Linked DNA regions of Zea mays: region 2 is linked to region 1. Evidence: chromatin contacts called from public Hi-C data. All regions are on one chromosome and are shown on one strand. The core of a region is the stretch at or near the end of the contact, and the rest is flanking DNA. Distances in the headings are between cores, read along the strand shown.

Evidence for each region. Hi-C and Micro-C count contacts between places; a contact is called where the count stands out from the background.
Region 2: a Hi-C map of tassel shows a contact between it and region 1, with 2.7 times the contacts expected there. The contact joins the enhancer-like site here to the promoter of LOC103641248 in region 1. A contact is called at or near these places in 2 of 25 Hi-C or Micro-C datasets (ear and tassel).

The regions. Positions count from the first base shown.
Region 1 is chr10:76,952,378-76,955,123 of Zm-B73-REFERENCE-NAM-5.0, forward strand. It overlaps LOC103641248 (ent-copalyl diphosphate synthase), which reads right to left and starts at 1,305. Exons shown (of 11, transcript NM_001361169.1): 1 at 1,026-1,305. The coding sequence starts at 1,205.
Region 2 is chr10:77,194,612-77,197,354 of Zm-B73-REFERENCE-NAM-5.0, forward strand. No RefSeq gene overlaps it. Among protein-coding and RNA genes, the nearest start is that of LOC109943181, 130 kb to the right of the region's middle. Within about 2 kb of position 1,485, at least 12 of the 20 cell types and tissues checked have an H3K27ac peak or open chromatin away from gene starts, as enhancers often do. A contact at or near this core is called in ear and tassel, where this site is marked.

The sequences.
Region 1 (2,746 bases), core at 55-2,554:
ACGAGTGGTCAAAGTTTTTTTAAAAAAGTCAATGGTGTCATATATTTATGAACGGAGGGAGTATAATATATTGCTTTCTCTTGGCATGCAGTTAGTGAAGGAGAAACGGAAAATAAGGTATGGTAGTAGTGCATAAACTCATTGTATTCCAAAAAAAGGTGAAAGCGAGAAGATAATCTAACCCAACACAACAAACATGGTTAGAGACGGCTATTAGATATCATGCTCTTTTGCAATAGTTTTAATGTAGTAAGAGGCAATATATTCTTATACCTCCGGTTGGAAATACAAGACATTTTCCAACAAGGCAAATGAACTAATTCTGACTGTCTAAAACATGTGCGAACATCATATATAAAAGTTCGGAGATAGTCGGTGGCGGAGCCAGAGCCCAGCCTGCCCGGGCTTCGCCGGTGGCAGGAGGTAGTAGCGGAGCGGAAGCGCGGTTGACTGGGTGGACTGAGGGAGGTGACACGGGAGGTTGAGACGGAGGAGTTGTGGGGAGCAGACAGCAGGAGTGCAGGACGCAGTCGCGCGGATGGCTGCGCGGTGATTTCATGTCTTATTTTTGTTTATTTCCTTCCTAATTTGGTCACTAGTTCTTCCTCAATGGTGACTGCTTTTTCTTTGTCTTTTGTCTTCTCGTGTAGAAACTAGAAAGGAGTACGAATAGCTATTCTTTTGTGATACTACTGGCGATTAGCAACTAGAAGCTATGAAATAAATGTAGTCTCTAGGGAGCAGCATCCATACGGGCCGCTGCTCTGGTTATCTTCATAGCAGCAAAAAAGCGAACCCCAGACCTAGGCGACGTACCGCCATCCTTCCCCTCTCACGCGGACGCTCTACTCAATCTACGGGCTGAGCTGTTTAATCTGGTAGCTAATGGTGCAAGTGGTATCTATACTAACTAGTATATCTTAATGTCTGAAAACTAGCCATGAATCAATACAGCAGCAAAGTTCCATTAAGCTTCTTATCTCAATGTGCAAACAGAGGAGGAACAAGGACACAGGGGATCTCACCCTCACGGAGGCTGGCGGCACGGCAGCACGGGGATACGAAGCGGAGGGTTTCCATAGGGCGCCGGCTGCCGGGGCGCAGCCGCGCAGGTCGCTGGGCCTGGGCGCATCGATGCAGCAGGGGGCAGGACGTAGGTCTGCAGGGCGCCGACAACAGGGAGCCTGGGGTCGCGGCAGATCCATCGTCGGGCGACTTGGCGAGGGAGTAAGGAGGGAGGACGCGAAGGGCGACGTACGGGCGTCGGACGAGCAGCGAGGTTGGGCACCGCCGCGCCGGGTCAAAGGACAACGGCGCTGAGGGAGGAAGCACCAAGCGAACGGCACCAGCTGGGCTGGACTGTTTCTTACGTGGTGGGCTGCTGTATGGGTAATCTATGGGCTGGTGTTTGTATGGGCCGAGATATGGCGTAGGCCATACTGGGCCCTCCGCCCCTGGCAGTTACCAATTATTGACTTTCTCGTGGATTTGATGCAATGCCGACTGGCAATATAATCCTAAAAAAAAATGGACGGCACTTCAATTACAAGAAGCATCTCCGCGAGAGGCCCTCAACAATGTTTGTATTTTGAAATATAGAACCAAGGATCATAAAGCGTCAATCTTATAAAAATTCATCTCGATCTCTAGGATACTAAATATAGTACCCCATATATTAGATCTCTATCATTGTTTCTTCTTAATCTATAGCTATTTATTTCCCAATAATATAATTTATTTCCTAAATAGTATTATTTAATACCTAATTGCTATAGTAAAAAAATTTTGAGACCCTAAAACATTTTAAATGCAGTCATGTTTCAATTTTTAGAGCTCTATTTTAAATTTTAAAGATAGTTGTTATAAGACTTACCACCAGGCCGTCGAAGCCGAGAACGTTGTGGCCGCATTGAAGGACGTTGCCATGCCCGGAGCACCGGAACGTGTTGGGGTGACGCCTGCATTCCCAACTCTAGCTAGCTAGATACAAGATGCTAACCGTATCACAATCCACTCTGTACAGGGATGCTCTAGCCTTGGTGCAGAAACTACATCGATCTGTATGCTTTTATAAGCGGCTGTAGGCTTAAGCATATTAAATTAGTACTGATGTAGCAGTTATCAGCCTGTTTGCCGTACCGGCTTCTACTGCTTATACGATGTTTTTGTTTCTATAAATTACAGCTGCAGCCAGAGACGAAGCCAGAAAAAAAATTGGAAAGTACTAAACTAAACCACTGTAGTATAGAAACCCCTTCTTACGAGAGGCTTTAGTGGAGCTCCATGGACTTGACAGCGGTAGGAGAGGCTCAAGCCCCGCCCATCCCTAGCTGCAGCAGTCAAAACGGTCGACTTTAATCCAAAACGAACAGAGTATAAACAACCAAATACAAATTATGTATGTGTCAATATCAATTTCACGTACACAATGACATTAATTTAGATAAATTTCATCATATGATACTTAAATAAATCGTATAAATAAATTATTACACACAAGAAACGAGTGAACAAAGATTAACAAATAATGTTTATAACTATAAAACCTGGAACCTCAAATTAATCTGATGGGTGGTCTCCCACTAAGTGCTAGTTTAGAAATCCATTTTTACAAGAGATTCCTATTTTTCCAAGGAAAATTAGTTCATTTTCTCAAGGAAAAATAGAAATCTCTTGAAAAAATGGGGTTCTCCATTTTACTAAGGAATTTCTATTTTCTCAAGGGAAAATGAACCAATTTCCCTTG
Region 2 (2,743 bases), core at 235-2,734, 240 kb after region 1:
CTGTAAGCGGATGAATGTCTATGTGGAACAAAGAAAAACAGAGAGAGTGATCGAAGCGGGCGTCTCATGAAGTGCTCGCTCTTAACCGGTGCACAAGCACAAGTGTTGGAGCGAAGGCCGGTCGCCCCCTCGGTCAGACTATTTTAACATTAATCAAACATGTCTTGTAGCAGGTATAGGAAGCGAAGGATACTCCGACCGGTACCGGTATAGAGGTCTTCGACCGGAGCTGTTGGAGGTGTCGGAGCGAAGGGCCGCACTGTTTAAGAGGGGGCTCGTTGCAGCCTCGCCAATGCGCCCCCATCTGCTCAGACAGTTTCGCATGATGAGACAGTCCCGACAAGGTCAAAGGCTCGGCTTCGCAGAGTGAAGGGCGCCACGCACGTGCGAAGGCTACGCCGCTCTACGAATGGGCCCAGGCTGCGCTCCAACGCCATATGAGCCCATTTGTAAGACCCTCCTTGGGGTAGGTTCCATAATATGTCTATCCCGACTGTACCTCACATCACTGTAATGACCCATTAGGAGAAATATTCTGGGGATGTAGCAGGTTACCACGGGTATAACAGTACTTAGAGGACCCACCTACCATCCGGTTACTTATAAATACCCCCGCTATGTACATAGACAGAACATTCATAACAAAACGATACAGTTCTCTACCTACTGTTTTGTTGTGCACCTGAGCTTCCCCACCCCCGAGTTATTGGGCCCACATGACCACGTGTCAGTCGATCCCAACTACGACTGGGCAAAAAACCTGTAACCCGAAACCCAAACCCGGAATACCCGAACTCGAACCCGAAATACCCGAAACCCGAATTTTGTTCAGGAATTTCGGGTAGCAACTTGCAAAACCCGAAATTATTTCGGGTAATTCGGGTATCACAATCGGGTACCCGAAATACCCGAATTACCCGAACTTTCATGTATCATGTACTCATGTCATGCTTAATTATTAATTTGTACATCTATAATTATGTGTAAGTGTGCATAACTCGTGATTGTAGATTGCTTGTGTTTTATATGTCCATGTATATCATTATTCAAACTATATTTTTATACTAATTTAATAGGGTGTATGTGTTTTTATGAAGCCGACACAATAGTTCGGGTAGTTCGGGAATACCCGAACCCGAACCCGAAATTCTGGGTACCCGAATTTTCGGGTATTGCAAAACCCGTTGTAATTTCGGGTATCGATTCTCAAAACCCGAATTACTCGACCCGAAATTTTCGGGTAACCCGAACGCCCACCCCTAGTCCCAACAACAAGTGTCCATACATTGCTACGGTTTTTATTTATATTTATATTTATAAATATAGAGTATAAAACATGAAGACATGCATAAAAATAAAAATGTAGCAATGTATGGACACTTTGCTAGTTAGAGTAAATGGAGCTGTAGAATGACCCAATGGTCCATCACCTGGACCAACCTCCCCTGCGCAGCTCCCTGGCGTGCCACGTGTGGCTCGTTCTCCTACACGACTCCCTTGTGCCACCCATCAGCTCCTTCTCCGTGAGCGGCTCCCTTCGCGCGCACGCGTCCTCTCCACGGTCAGCCCGTTTGTTAAGTAATTTTCCATTCTGATTCAGGCATCCGGCGTCCATACAACATTAAGACATTCTTATTTTCAGTCATTCTTCATGTTTTCTTAGGCAATCTTTCATTCTTGGTTCAGTCATTCCATTCAATATTAAGTCATTCTAGCGTCCAGACAACAATAAGTTATTCCAAAGTTCAGGTAAAGTCATTCAAGGAGTCAAGCAACATTAAGTCATTCCAGTAAACATTAAGTCATTTCAATAAACATTAAGTTATTCTTGTTTCCAGTTATTCTTCATGTTTTTTTCTCAGACATTTCTTGTTTTGGTTTAGTCATTTCAGGAAACATTAAGGCATTTTTTGATTTTAGACTTTTTTTATGTTTCGTTCTAGGCAACATTAAGCCACTCAAGCGTTCAGGTAACATTAAATCATTCGCTAAATCATTTTGAGTCCACTAAATTATTAGTGCCCATTAAGGCATTCGAGCGTGTTAACTGTTAAGTCATTTATAATTGTTAGGTCATTTATTTAGTCATTTAAACTGGGTAAGTGATTCTATTATGGCTCGGCTCAGTTTTTTTTCCTCGACTCGTGTGGGGGCAGGCATGGCAGAGCAGACAGATGTGGGCCATGCGGCTCAACTCGCAGGAGGAGCAGCTCGGCTCGCGAGAAGCGCGCACGCGAGGGGATGCTCACTTGGCCGGGTCAAGGCACGCAGGGACGGCTCGCTCGGGTCAGCTAATGAACTAATTTTGTTAACGATGAGTTAGCTAACAATTAGTTAGGAACATTTGGAACCTTTACAACTAACTAATTATTAGCTCTAGAGGTTATAAGTAGTATCTTAATACTGCAAATAAATCACAGTGCATGCACCTTGACTTTAATTAATTAGTACAATATTTTATTGCTAACAAGTGCATGGAAAAAAATATATTTGAGTGTTTGATCGTGTCATAGATTCTCTGTCACTCATGTTTTGTAAACTTCATTGGATGTTGTAGAAATAAAGATTAAGGGAATCTGCTAGCCGCCAGGCGCCCGCCAGTCTTCGTTTATGCTAATCATAGCAATTATTGTTGCTGTATTTGGTTTTATGGACAGAATCCAGTGATATTTGGTTTTATGGACAGAATCCACTAGTAATTATACACTTTTAGAGCTAGTTTGAGAACTCCATTTTTCCAAGG